2 separate regions of the Pan troglodytes genome follow, and region 2 is linked to region 1. The links are chromatin contacts, called in public capture Hi-C maps. All regions are on one chromosome and are shown on one strand. The core of a region is the stretch at or near the end of the contact, and the rest is flanking DNA. Distances in the headings are between cores, read along the strand shown. Region 1 overlaps KCNQ1 (potassium voltage-gated channel subfamily Q member 1). Region 2 overlaps KCNQ1 (potassium voltage-gated channel subfamily Q member 1).

Region 1 (3,925 bases), core at 405-2,904:
AGGGCCCTGCAGTGAGGATCCCAGGGGTGCAGAATCTCAGTCCAGCTCTGCCTTTCATGAGCCCATGGCCTGCTTGCACATAGATCCTGGCACACAGTAGGTGCTTAATAAAGATTTGCTGGCTGAACAAATGCAGGCGGAAACAACCCTGCCAGGGAGAAGACCACCATGTTCTGAAGCCTCAGAGTGGCCTGGGTGGTGGGGACCGGTCTTGGCTGGGTAGCTCCCAAGTGACAGGGACAAAAAGGCAAGTGAGCCCACAGGCCCACAGACGGACACAACTCTTCCCAGAGCACCCTGCAGCCCTGAGGAGGGAGTGGGTACCCCCGTCCCTGGGCAACCAGTCTAGTGGGGAGTCGCCCCCGAAGCAAGTGTGCAGGACGGGGCTTCGTCAGACCCATAGGAGCTCACCAGGCAGGGCGAGGCAGGCAGGGAGGAAGACAACCCTCAGCGGGCGGCAGCTGCAGAGGGAATCAGACCTCGGGGTGGGTCGAGGAAAATCCTGAGTCACCCACTGGTTCCCCAACCTGGGCAAAGGTGCCTTTGCTCTGCGTCTTTTCCCGGCAGCGGCAGAAATGGTGCTGCGGGAAACCGCCCCGGGCCGTGCGCAGAGCAGGCTCCTCATCAGAGCAGCTGCGGGTCCCAGGTGAAAAACACCAGGTGAGGACCTGCGGGCCTGCGGGCGCCCTGAGCAAGTGGAGGCCAGGGCGCTGAGGACAGGACCCGACCTTGTTCCACAGAGAGGGCCGCCCAGGGCCGTCACGGAGGCCCAGAGACTCCCTACAGGGTCTCACTTTGCTGCTGGGAGGGAAACTGAGGCCTTGCTCTGAGCTGGGAGGGAAACTGAGGCCTCACTGTGTGCTGAAGGGGCAGCAGAAACCCAGGCAGTGGAGGCTGCAGCTGGCGGGAGGGGTGGGCCACCGGGCGGGGCGGAGGGAGCCTCAGCAGAGGGGAGGGAGCCTCAGCGATGACCTCATCCCCTAGGCCTCCGGGGCCGCAGCTCACGGGGTTTTTTAACCACAGGCATTGCAGGACAATTCCCTGGTATGTTCACCACCAAAGGCGCGGACTAGCCGTGTTTGTGTTGTGCTTTTGAGTGCCTCTCTCTTTGTGTGGAGTTTGACAAAAGCTGTGATCCTGGAGACAAAAGCCAGGCCCTCACCTGGGCCAGGGCAGGGTCTCTTACTGCAGAGAGCAGGGGGCCAGTTTCTGGCAGCAGCCGGCCTCGGCAAGAAACAGGAGAGCCACCCAAACCGGGAACTCCTTCCCAGGCAAGAACACGCAAAGCACACACACGTCAGACACACGTGTGCACGCACACACCAGGCATATGTGTACGCATGTGCGCACGGAGCTACCCACAGGCACGCACACGTACACTGAGTGCACACATGCACACGTGTGCCACTTCCACAGACATGGGTACACAGACGTGCACATGCATGTACGTACACACGTGCACACACAGCCCCCTCTGAATTCAGAAGCCAGGTTGGGGCCCTCTTTGCAGCCCAGGAAGTGGCTCTCCTCCCTGGGAGGCCTTGAGGAAATCTCCCTGCCCAGCAGATTTCCGACGTGGTGTTCACGTGCTGTTCACGGTGCCGGCCGGACTCCAGCCGAGACCAGATTCCTCCCGAAATGGCTTTTTCAGGCCCACCGCATATCCCTGGTTCAGCAGAATGCCTAATCCCTCCGAGGCCGCGCTGGGGTTTCCTTAGCAGTGCTGAGATAACAGCTTTCTGGCACTGCAAAGCTGGGCGTACGAAAAGAAACGAGAAAACAGGGGCTCCCTAGGAACACATCGCTTTGATCCATTTTTTCCCCCAACATTTAAACATCGTGCTCTCGGAATCCCTCATGCGGGTCCTGCACCCGCCCGGCCCCTCCTGGGTTCCCCAAGGCTGTGGTTTGGGCTCCCCGCGCTCAGCACTCCTTGGCGGGTGCCAGCAGCTCCTGAGTTGCATGTAGCACGAGCGCCCTCTGGCGTCTACAGGCCTTCCCGCCGCCTGGCCCCAAGGGCTGCAAACACCTTTGCTTCTCGTACCTCCCCGCAGCGCCCCCAACCGTCCTTCCTGCAACCCTGCACAGCCTCCCTCTGCTGGAATCAAGAACCCAACAGCCGTCCTCACTCCTCCAGGCCTGAAGCCTCGGGAACCTGCTGTCAGGTGACTTCTGCCTGTGCTCTGATCCCCACAGCCCTGTGCCTGCTGTCCGCTGGAAGCTGTGAGCCCTGGGAGGGGTCCCTGCCTGCCCCGCCAGCACCAGTTTACCTCCTTCTCACTGTGCCCCTCCCACCTGAGCGCCCCCTCCTCCAAGCAAGTGGTCACTGTCTCCCCACCCAGAGCCCACGCCTCAGTCTCGGCCCTGATGTGTCTGTACATCCGCCTGTCAAGGCCAGGCCCACGGCTGCCTCACTCTCTGCTGTGTCCCCAACGTGCCCCCACCATGGCCATGACTGAGTGACAGCTGGACCCTCAAATCCCCTTGAAGGATTTGTTTCCACGCGGCCAGTGCTTCGAGAGACTGCTGGGAAGTGTGGCAAGGCAAGTGGGAGGGTGTCTCCATCACGCAGGGGCAGCTGAAGCCGGGAGCACATACCAAGCTGGGTCGTCCTCGTTGGGCAACTCTGGCCTATGCATTTGATGCAGGGAGGGACATGCACGGCCAGGAAGCGCCATGCAGAGCTTGTGGGGTTAGCGCAGCCACGGGGTCCCACCCTCAGGGAGTGTGGAATGGCCTGAGGCAGACAGATGCTTGTGAGCCTCCCAGAGCCCCATGAACCCAGAACAGGGCAGTCGGCGGGGATGGTGTGCAGGATAGTGCCAAGCAGAGGCCTGAAACCTGACAAGAGGCTGAGTGCTGACACTCCCGAGGACAGCCAGGTCCACGTCAGAGGGCGTGCAAAGGCCCTGGGGCAGCCAGGAATGTCCAAGGCTTGGCCTGGAGTGAGTGAGCCCAGGCTGGGTGAGGTGGGGTGGGGAGTGTTACAGGTGACGGGCCTGAACGTGGCACCACCTTGGGGAATGTAGCCTAAATGTCACAGGGAGCTTCTGGAATGATCAGGTTTTTGTCTTAGAAAGTCCTCCCCAGCTGCTGTTTGCAGGGTTGCCTGGTGAGACGCAAGGTGTGGCAGGGAGGCAGCTGGCATGACAGATAAAGGGACAAGGGAGGCGGCCAGGGTCTCTCTGCCTTCCAAGCAGTGGAAAAGGCAGAGGGGACTGCAAGGGGGACTACAGCAGAAAGGGGGCTCTATGCTTGGGGCCACGGGCTGCTTCTCTGCCATGCCACCCCGGAGGAGAGGGAGCTGCAGGGCAGTGAAAGGGCCGGTTCCTGCTGACCAGGGGTTTGTGGCCACAGTTCAGCAAATAGCCACCAGGTGGCGCACAGACCCCAGGGATGCGCAGACAGTGGGCAGGGCTGCTGGGATGAGGACCATCTTGGAGGCTTCCCTGGGGGCACAGCTCAGCACTGTGTAGGGTCTGCCCTCCTGCCTGGGCAGGGCTGCATCCTAGGGAGCAACCCTACCTGGTCTGCTCCATGCCCGTGTCCCCTGCCTGGTTTAGATGCCGCACGGGGGCCTTGGGGTGCTGCTGGTGATTCTAGGGCTGCAGACGGGCATGTGGAGAGCCCAGGGCACGTCTAATTCTCGAGCTGTAGACGGGCACGTGGAGCCCAGGGCACGTCTGAAGGTCCCTGCAGGTCGGGCCTGGGTGCAGGCTTCTCCAGGCTTCGCCCTCCCAGCTGCCTGGGAGATAACCACCTAGGAAGTGAGGACCTGAACTTGGACGCTGTGGTGCTGACAGACAGCCCTGGCTGGGCAGGAGCACCTGGGTGGGCTCACGTTGGCACCGGGGCTCCATTTAAAACCAGGCAAGTCCCAGGCCACCTGGGTGCGAGGGGCTAACCACCTAGATCCAGGTTAGTA
Region 2 (3,925 bases), core at 665-3,164, 170 kb before region 1:
GCCCAGAACATGAAAATCTATATAAATGAATCAACTACTTGTAAGATATGTCCCCATCCAGGCCCACAATTAGAACCCACAGTTTTGTTAAGTGTAAGACCAAATAAGCTCAATTTTCATGACTTTACAAATCAGTTTTCAAGATAAAAATCCTAACCAACACCCTTTGTCACTCTTTAGTAGGAGGGTGGACACCATTTTAAGTGAAATCGATTTAGGGAGCTTTTCAGCCTGTGTTCGACATCCTTGGAGAAAACAACAACAAAGGCTGGGAGACAGCTCTGTGTCCAAGAGCGAGGACTGAAGGAGTCCACCAGGCTACCTCCTCCATCTGATGCAGCTAACAAAGGCCCAAAGAAAAATGGCCACGTTTCGAAAATCTGTCTTTCCCACCAGAATGTAAACCCCACATGAGTGGGACTTTTATTCTGGTGAAATCTGTGAAATTACTCTGAAGACCTGGGATCCTGCTCCCCTGACCTCCTGGGGAGGTAGAAATGGACATGCAGGGAGGGTGATCAGGGGAGGATTCTGGCCTCCTGAGGAAGGCTGAGGAAGGCCAGAGGAGGCCTGGGGGCCACAGTGAGGCTGGAATTGAGCTGCACCCCAAGCAGCAAAAAGGAGCAGGACAGGGGCCTGAGGCCACCCTCAGCTCAACATTCCTGACCCTGTCTTCTCACATAATCTCTCTCGTTTCCTATCTCAATGGCTCCAAGAGGCTGTCAGCATCACCTCCATCCTACAGGCGGGAGTGGACTCATCTGGGCGTCGTTGCTGAAGGCCAGAAAGGAATCACTTGCTGCCTGAAAAAATGACACCATTTTCTCTTTCTCTTCTGGGCTGAAGAACAACAAAACCCCCAACCCAGTCACCCTTGGAGAGAGATTCCTGGCTCTCCCGTAGACGTATATTTTCGGCAGAGGCAGTGAAGATGAATGGCCTCCTTGCGTGCCTTGGTGGGGGGACGGCTGGCTCGCTTGGCTGGCTCCAGCCTCCCCCTTCCTCCTGTGTTTGAGGTCAACCCTGGGTTGGGGTTGTAACAACTTTCAAGAACATACCCAGAGTCCTGCATTCCAACACTGTTTTTGCAGTCCACATGGAAGGGCCAAACGGCCCCCAGCCTTGCCAGGGAAGCCTCAGGGTGTGAACTTCTAGAGGGGGCTTTTGTGGCCCAGGCTTTTGTCCCCAGAGTTTATGGCAATGCTTGGCACTCAGAAGGCGCGCGCCAGCGGCGCGGAGGGGACGGACAAGGGGAGGGGCCGGCAGACGCGGTCAAGTGTCACGCCCGGGTGGGGGATGGGAGGTGGGCAGGGCGGGCCCGGCCGGGCGCTGGCAGGCGCGGGGCGCCCTCGGCGCTGCCCTTTGCCAGATGGGTGGCCTGGCATGTCCCGGCCACCCCTGCCACTCACCCCCTGAGGTCCCAAGTCCTCAGGGGTGAGCGGCAGACACGGGTTTTCCAGGCACAGCAGTGGGGGCTTCAGAACATCCCGATCCCCTGCATGGACCCGCTGGGAGGGGGGAAAACGCCTCCCGCACCCGGTGCCACGGCGGTGGAGACCTTGCCCGGGTTCGAGGTCGCTGCATTGGCGCCGGCGGAGGGGCTGGTCTCGGGCATGGCCTGGACGCCCACAGGCCTCCACACCGAGGGCCCACAGCGGTGTCGGAGTGCGGCCGCTGTCCTCACGCGGTCACCCCGGGGTGGTGAACACAACACGCAGAGAACTGGCCCGTGTCTCCGGCTCACCCCGGCGATGCCAACGCTGAGGCTGGCGCTGGCCCCGGCCCCCGGTGGTGCTCAGGGACGACGAGTGGGGGCAGGGAGGGCGGCGGCTCGCGCCACCTCACACCCAGCCAGCGCCTCATGCGGCGCTGGACCCGCTGGGCCAATCTGAGCCCGGGTGGCAGCAAAACCAGACCCTTTCGGCCAATGACAGGACACGGCACATCACTTCCCGCACCCAGCCAATCCGTGCAGCAGCCCGCCGCAAGCCTTCCCCTGCTGCCGCCCAATCAGCAGGTGGGGGGCGGTCGCCACGTCAGCTGCGGTGGGGGCAGTCGGAGCGCTGCAGCAGTCTCCAGGCAGAACGGTCGCCGCGTCGCCTCAGCACGGACCTCCAGGGAGCTCCTCAGCAAGATCCTGCCAGGGCGCCCCTCAGCGCGATTCTGCCGGGGTGCCCCTCAGCGTGGTCCTCCCCGGGGCTCCTCAGCACGATTCTCCGGGTGCGCCCCTCAGCGCGGTCCTCCTCGGTGCGTCAGTCATCGTGGTTCTCCCCGGCGCGCCCCTCGGCGTGGTTCTCCTCGGGGCTCCTAGGCGCGGTTCTCCCTGGGGCTCCTCAGCGCGGCGTTCTTCCGGGGGCTCCTGGGCGCGGTTCTTCCCGGGGACTCCTCGGCGCCGTTCTACCCGGGGCACCCGGGACTTTTCGGCGCCGTTCTCCTCGGGGCACCCGGGGCTTTTCGGCGCGGTTCTCCCCGGGGGTTCTTCGGCGCGGTTGTCCCCGGGGGTTCTTCGGCGCGGTTGTCCCCGGGGGTTCTTCGGCGCGGTTGTCCCCGGGGGTTCTTCGGCGCGGTTGTCCCCGGGGGTTCTTCGGCGCGGCTGTCCCAGGGGGTTCTTCGGCGCGGTTCTCTCCGGGGGCTTCTCGCCGCGGTTCTGTTCTCCCCGGGGGCTCCTCAGCATGGTTCTCCTCCGCGCGGTTCTCCCTGGGGCTCCTCAGTGCGGCACTCTCCTGGGGGCTCCTCAGCTCGGTTTTCCCCAGGAGCTTCTCAGCGCGACTCTCTCTCTGGGGCTCCTCAGCGCGGTTCTCCCCGGCGGCTCCTCAGCGCGGTTCTCCCACTCTCCTCAGCGCGGCCCTCCCCATCTCTCTGGGAGGGTTTGAACACGGTCAGCACGGAACTGGGCGGACGGCGCGGGACGGGTGATCACTGGCGTTGCTGAGGTGAGCTGTGTGCCCCGCGGCCGTCCCAGATCCCAGGCGTCAGCAGTGCAGCCTGGCCTGGGCAGTGCGCTCCCATCTGCACCTTATGGACAGCGTGGCCAGGGTCGAGGTCCGAGTTCCTGGCCGCGTCCCAAGGATCGGATTCCGGGTCTATAGTTCTCATGGTGGTTCAGAGTGGGCTGAATTGGGATTGGAGTCTGGAATCCGCATCGTGGTTCCGAGTCCGCGCTATTGGGATGGAAGTTGGGAATCCATGTTGTGGTTTTGAGTCAAAGCCCGAATTGGGACCGGAGTCGGAAATCCACTCAGTGGTTCTGAGTCAGGGCCCGAGTTAGGATCGGAGTTGGGAATCCCCGTTGTGGTTCTGAGTTAGGTATCCTAGTTGGGATCAGAATTCGGGTCTAGGGTCCACATCCTGGCTGGGAGTTTGCCTGAGTTGGGATCTGAGTAGTTGGGGTCCCAGTCAGTCCGGGTCTGGAGTCCGCATGGTGGTTTTAGGTAGGGCCTCATTAGGGACAGAGGATCGGGAGTCTGAGTTGGGGACCTGAATCCCGGTCTGGAGTCTGCATCATGGCTCTAAGTTGAGATCCAAGGGAGGTCCGAGTTGGCGACTGGAGTCAGGGTCTGGAGTCTGTCTTTGGGTAGAGGTTCTGAATGGGGGGCTCTGAGTTAAGAGATTGGGATTGGGGTTAGAGGTCTCAGGGATATGGGAGTCAGGAATTGAAGTCGAAGTTCTGCCTCTAGGTGGGGATTCTGAGTCAGGAATTAGGGGGCGAAGTAAAGGTTGCAGTCTGAGTTGGGGGTGGTGATCACCTGCCAGGTGAGAGGTAGTGGTAGAAGTCTTGGTCATATTGGAGATGAGAGTTGATTGGATGCAGGTCTCAGTCTGGGTAGTAGGCTTGAAGGGCCACCACTATGTTCAGATCCCAGTGCCCCACTGTGGTCCCTGAGCAGGTCAAATAGCCTTTTCTATAAAACTGAGGGTAAGAGTG

Evidence for each region. Capture Hi-C pulls out chosen DNA fragments and counts their contacts.
Region 2: a capture Hi-C map of stem cell-derived neural stem cells shows a contact between it and region 1, with 2.8 times the contacts expected there. The contact joins two enhancer-like sites. A contact is called at or near these places in 1 of 7 Hi-C or Micro-C datasets (stem cell-derived neural progenitor cells), 1 of 1 datasets of contacts at active chromatin or transcription factors (stem cell-derived excitatory neurons) and 1 of 1 other capture datasets (stem cell-derived neural stem cells).

Annotation. Positions count from the first base shown.
Region 1 is chr9:6,788,785-6,792,709 of NHGRI_mPanTro3-v2.0_pri, reverse strand. All of the region lies in intron 2 of KCNQ1 (potassium voltage-gated channel subfamily Q member 1), which reads right to left. Among named protein-coding and RNA genes, the nearest start is that of KCNQ1, 88 kb to the right of the region's middle. Within about 2 kb of position 1,654, at least 10 of the 24 cell types and tissues checked have an H3K27ac peak or open chromatin away from gene starts, as enhancers often do. A contact at or near this core is called in stem cell-derived neural progenitor cells and stem cell-derived neural stem cells, where this site is marked.
Region 2 is chr9:6,956,375-6,960,299 of NHGRI_mPanTro3-v2.0_pri, reverse strand. The region is part of intron 11 of KCNQ1 (potassium voltage-gated channel subfamily Q member 1); the gene reads right to left. Among named protein-coding and RNA genes, the nearest start is that of CDKN1C, 190 kb to the left of the region's middle. Within about 2 kb of position 1,914, at least 21 of the 24 cell types and tissues checked have an H3K27ac peak or open chromatin away from gene starts, as enhancers often do. A contact at or near this core is called in stem cell-derived neural progenitor cells and stem cell-derived neural stem cells, where this site is marked.